Linked DNA regions of Oryctolagus cuniculus: region 2 is linked to region 1. Evidence: chromatin contacts called from public Micro-C data. All regions are on one chromosome and are shown on one strand. The core of a region is the stretch at or near the end of the contact, and the rest is flanking DNA. Distances in the headings are between cores, read along the strand shown. Region 1 has its middle 14 kb from the start of PLLP. Region 2 holds the start of CCDC102A (coiled-coil domain containing 102A).

Region 1 (2,797 bases), core at 123-2,622:
GACGCCACGGGGCGCAGCCACCGCACCGCTTCCCACGGGACCCCGCTCCCGGCCCTCCCGCCGGGGTTGGGGGCGCGGGTAACGCCGCCGCCTCCTCAGGCTCAGCGCGCCGGCTAGCGGGTGTTCTCTCGGTCCGTCCTCGCGAGGGAAGCCCATCTCTGATTTCACGGGGAACACCGACGGGGTCAGGGACGCGACGGGGCCCGCTCGGGAAGGCCGGTAAGTCGAGGCGCTTCCTGGGGGCTCTGGGCCGGCGGCGCGGTCGGGGCTCCGACGCGGCTCGGCTCGGCCGGGCTCCAGCCACGACACCTGGTCCCACGGCCGCCTTTCCAGGAAGTCAGGATGGCCGAGCGGTCTAAGGCGCTGCGTTCAGGTCGCAGTCTCCCCTGGAGGCGTGGGTTCGAATCCCACTTCTGACAATATGCTTTTGCCCATTTTCTGTCTAAGACGCAAAAGCCAGTGGAGTGCGTACGCTGGGCTACACTGAGCAGGAGACAGGGCGGCTCTACAGAGGCGGGCCATTCTTCTTACAGTCCAAAGTCTTTAAGCAGAACACGTCTGCTACTGGAGATTCCTGCTGGACTTGTGAAAGCGGCAGAACAGTATTAAAAAGGCGAAAGGGATTCCCTCACTTGCTTGCCGCTGCTTAGCAAGAAAAGCACGGAAAAAAAAAATCAAGCTTTTGTCAGAAGTGGGATTCGAACCCACGCCTCCAGGGGAGACTGCGACCTGAACGCAGCGCCTTAGACCGCTCGGCCATCCTGACTGCTTGCTCCAGGGCGCGCAAGCGAGCCTCTTCGGAATTTTCATAGCGTGCGCATGCGTAGTGAGCAACGGAACGCACGTTCTCTGTATGGCATGGGCGGAGCCAGGCGAACGTGCTGGAGAGGGGCGGGGCGAGAGGGCCGCCGGGGGCGGGGCGAGGCAACACTGCGGTAGAGGGCGCGCGTGGTCTGCAGGAGGCGCTGCAAGGCCGTGGACCCAGGGACTACGCCTCAAACTGTAGGCCTTCCCTGGCGCGCCGGCTCTGACAGCTGCGCGCCTGCGGTGCCCTTGCGTTCCCGCGCGCTTGTCCCTCGGTGTTCTCTGCAGGTGGCACTCACGCCCGCCTACCTGCGCGGGCCTAGAGGCGTCTCGGTGTGCGGGCGCGCAGACCACGAGCAGCGAGGAGACAGCGTGCGTTTGCTGGCGTGTGCCGCCTGTTCGCTCAGGCCTCGGCCTAGCCGGCGCCCCGCTGCGACACAGCCCGATCCGCCCGGCTCGTGACCGTGTCCCCAGTGCCCGGATCCAGCCTGGCGTGCAGGAGGCGCGCAGGGAAGCTCCGCGGGTGAATTCCTTCCTCGCTTCCTCCTGCCTGCATTCCGTCATTTCGTGACTCATCTGTGCTGCCCCGGCCCCCGCAGCACCTTCCTCGCTTCCCTTCCTCCCCCTGCTTCCCTAACCCCAGACTTCCCCCACGCACCGGCTGTGGCGCCGGGACCAGGAGCCCGCAGGGCCCCGAGGGCCCTCTTCCCTGCGGAACTTCCCAGCCCCTCCCACCCCCTCCGATCCTGGGCCCTAGACTTGCTGTGCCACAAGGCAGGTGCTGCCCCTCTAGCAGGGCATTGGGGGGGGTCGCCCTCGGAAGGTGTGAGCATTGGGGTCACATTAACCCTTTGGTAACCTCGCGCTTGCCTGGGACAGTATCAGAGAGCATCACCTGCGCGCGCACCTCTCCTGCCCCTCTGGGCCAGGCTCCGGATGATGCAGGCCCCTGGGGTGGGCTGAGGTCCTGGTCCTCCCACAGGCCCCCTCCTCCTTGTCTGGCAGAGTGAACTCCTCCAGGTTTAGCACAGACTCTTCTAAAACACACACTGGGCACTGGGAAGGTGGTCTGTGCACACCGATGAGGGGCTTGCTATGTTCTAAATGCTGTGAACAAAACAGACTCTGCTCTCAAGACGCATTCAACATGGAGCCAAGGCAAAAGAAAGGGTCAGAGACAGGGGCCTGCCACACAGCATCCCATGTGGGCGCTGGTTGGCGTCCCAGCTGCTCCACTTTCAGTCCAGCTCCCTGCTAAAGCTCCTGGGACAGCAGCAGAGGATGGTCAAGTGCTTGAGCCCCTGCCACCCTCATGGGAGTCCTGGGTGGAGTTCCAGGCTGCTGGCTTCAGCTTGGCCTGCCCTGGCCTTTGGGGCCATTTGGGGAGTGAACCAGCACCAGCAGATGGAAGATCTCTCTCTCTCTCCTTCTCCCTCTCTCTGTGTAGCTCTGCCTTTCAAATAAATAAATAGCTATTAAAAAAAAAAAAAACAAGAAGAATAAAATCAAATGCTATTCAGGTACTAGGAATAGGGTGTATCAGGAAACAATCTTTTTAAAATGTTTTTGTTTTTGTTTTCCATTTTAAGTTGCATTTAGTTATTTCCATTTTATTTGATAGGCAGAGAAAAATAGATTCACTCCTCAAATGCCCATCACACCCAGGGCTGGACCAGGCAGAAGGTGGGAGCCGGACTCAGACTAGCTCTCCCCGCTGAGCAGCAGGGACCCACGTAACTAAGCTGTCGCCATCACCGTCTGGGGTGCAGGGCCCAAGGACTTGGGCCATCCTCCACTGCACTCCCTGGCCACAGCAGAGAGCTGGCCTGGAAGAGGGGCAACCGGGACAGAATCCGGTGCCCCTACTAGAACCCGGTGTGCCGGTGCCGCAAGGCGGAGGATTAGCCTAGTGAGCCGCAGTGCCAGCGGCTTTCCTAACTTTCATGAGCAAGTGGTTCTTAGCCATGGAAATGCACATAAAGTTTGGTTTGTT
Region 2 (2,797 bases), core at 118-2,617, 170 kb after region 1:
CCTGGGTCACAACTACCTGCAGTGCAATGCTCCTGGGGGCACCTGTGACACAGGGTGCTCAGGCACCAGGCCAAGGGGACAAGCCCAGCTGGGGCGGGGAGGGGCAGGCGGATGCCAGCGGGGGGGGTGGGGTTCTGCTCCAGCCCCAACCCTCTGAGCAACTCCTTAAACTACTCACCAGCTCCTTCCCCCTCTGCCATCGACATGTTGTGTGATCCCTGCGGGTCCCTGGCCTTCTCTGGGCCTCGGTTTCCCTACCTATAGGATGGGACGAGGCACTAAAGGAATTCCTAAAAGTTCTGTCCAGCAGGTGGGCAGACCTTGAACCAACCCAAACCAATTCGCTCCCAACAACACTCCTGGGAGGTGGCGGTGGGGCTGCGACCCCACATAAAGGTAGAGAAACTGAAGCCCCATGGGGCAGGGGTCTTGTGGTTGATGCCATTTAACAGCACTGTCACCACGGCGGGACAACCGAGGCCCGTTCCCCTCTCCTGGCCCGGAGCCGCCCTTCCACCTGCCCTAACTCAGAAATCAGCTTCTGCTTCCCATCACTCTCAATCGCCTTGGCCTTCAACTTGGTCGACCCCTCCCCGGCCACCTCGGCCCTAGGAGCCGCCCGGCTCCACCTATCGGCGGGCGGCGGGCGGCGGGCCCTCCGTCCAGCGCGGGGCAGTCCCGCCCACCTCCTCCTTGGTGCGCCCCCATTGGCAGCCACCACAGGTCTGGGGCGGTGGTATCGTGCTCTGATTGGCCAACTCCTCCTGTCCATCCCGCGCTCGCCATGGTGACCACGTTGGGTCCCCCGGGAGAGTTCCAAATTCCGCCCCCGCCCGCCGCCCCCTCCCGCCGCCAGCCCGCAGCATTCCAAGGGCGGCCCCCTCCCCCAGCCGCCCGGCAGCCCCTCCTGGCCCGGGGCTCGAGATCCCCCCCCCAAGAGCCGCCTGTGCCAAAGGAGAGGGCTAGAAAGTTCCGTTCGAAGTTTGGGGGTTGCCGCGGGCGCCCCGCTGGCTCCCGCTCCTCCAGCACGCCTCCCCCCAACTTAACCCCTCCCCTCCCGCGGAAGGTGCGCGGTCCGCAGCGACTTCCCGAGCCGCGGTGACTTTGCGCCCTCCGCCCCCGCTCACCTCGAGCCGGGACTGGCGGGCTCCGGACGTCCTACCCGCCGGGCTGGGTGGAGTGGGCACGGGGCTGGCTGCGGCTGCCGCCGGGAGGGCCGAGGGAGGGCCGCGGAGTCTCCTCCTCCCTCCTGGGGGGAGGGGAAGGAGGGGAGCCGGCGGGGCGGGCGCAGCGGGGCCCCGGCGCGAGCACCGCTGTGGCCCCGCGGTGACCCCGGCTACTTGTGGGCCTCGTAGCCCAGCTTCGGGGCGAGGGGCGCGGCCCGAGCTGGAGAGCCAAGCAGACCCTGCGGAGGCCCCACCCCTGCGTGGGGGCCGGGATGGGGGGGGGGACCGGAGGCAGGGTCGGGGGCCCGCGGGGGCTCGGCGTTCCCGCCTCAGGTTTCCCGGAGCGCCGGCGACATTCCAGGCGGGTCCCGGGCTCCACACGTGGGGCGCGCTTCCCAAGCCCACTTCTGTTGTCCGCACCGAAAGGACGCGGGCCCGCAGGCCTGTGGCCTCAGCCGGCCTCAGTTTCCCCATTTGCAAAACCGCAGAGTTGACCCACGCAGCTCGTGGTGGGGCACCTGAGGCGGCCGCCGCAGACTCCCGTGTGCAGTGAGGCTTGGAGGACCCCGGGCGTCTAGCTGTTTTGGGGTTCCCTCTGTTTGGGGGTAGAGTGGCTGCAGTCCTGGCAAGGAAGAGGGTGTCTGAGGTCCCCCCCCCATCCTGTCCATTGGAAGGCCGCCTGAGGTGGACATGTTTAAAAGACCCCTCCCCAAAACGAGGTCCTAACATTGATAGATTGAGATTTTGCCTAGAAAAAGAAATGAAACATTACGAAGGTAAGTTAGTTTTACCCTAGGTTACCAATAGCTCCTTTCTTTTTTAAATATTTTTTTATATGAAAGCCAGAGTTAGGGGCAGTCAGAGATATCTTCCGGCTATTGGTTCATTCCCCAGCTGGCTACAGGGGCTGCGGCTGGGCCAGGAGCCTCTGCCAGGTCTCCCACGTGGATGCAGGGACTTGGGCCATCCTCCACTGCTTTCCCAGGCGGATTAGCAGGGAGCTGGATCCGAAGTGGAGTGAGTGGGCCTGGACCCAGCACCGATATGGGATGCCTGCCGACCTGGGAAGCAGGCTTAGTCTGCTGAGCCGTGCGTGATACCACTCCTAGCCCACAGCAGATCCTAACTGCGGCCAAGGACCCATTAGAGTGAAGGGAGAACTGGTGTCAAATGCTGATGTTTGAAGTCTTTGTTTCCTCAACAAAGTCCAGGAGAGATCATCCTTCCCTTCTGACCTCATGTTCCTGCAGCAAGGAGAAGTCTTCAACGGCCTCCCCAAGCCCCAAGGGTCACTTTGCGCGCTTCAGTGGGGCAGTGGTTCTCCTTGGGAGGGCTTGGCCACTTCCTTCCCAGATGTTGTGGCCGGTGGCTGCCCTGTTCCTCTGATACTGCTTCTGAGAATTTGGCGAGATAGCATGCATTTTGCAAGACCCGCAGTTCTGCTTGTCCGTTCACTTGCTTCGTGTCTTCCGTGCAGGGCTGCACCTGCTCGTCGGCTGGCGTCAGCTGTCCCTGGGGCCGTGTGGCTCCCATCAGCGCTGGTGGCCGGTCTGGAATTGTGTGGCTGCTCTGGCCTTTGTTTCCTGTGGCCTCTTGGACTTGTGAGATGCAGATGCTGGGAGCTCAGAGGA

What was found. A called contact is a pair of places that touch in the nucleus more often than the background predicts.
Region 2: a contact with region 1 is called in a Micro-C map of ear pinna, with 2.6 times the contacts expected there. The contact joins the promoter of CCDC102A here to the enhancer-like site in region 1. A contact is called at or near these places in 3 of 6 Hi-C or Micro-C datasets (ear pinna, skin fibroblasts and an unstated tissue).

Annotation. Positions count from the first base shown.
Region 1 is chr18:40,901,804-40,904,600 of mOryCun1.1, forward strand. No RefSeq gene overlaps it. Among named protein-coding and RNA genes, the nearest start is that of PLLP, 14 kb to the left of the region's middle. Within about 2 kb of position 1,373, at least 5 of the 8 cell types and tissues checked have an H3K27ac peak or open chromatin away from gene starts, as enhancers often do. A contact at or near this core is called in ear pinna, where this site is marked.
Region 2 is chr18:41,070,960-41,073,756 of mOryCun1.1, forward strand. CCDC102A (coiled-coil domain containing 102A) reads right to left here and starts at 1,368. Exons shown (of 9, transcript XM_051846800.2): 1 at 1,128-1,368.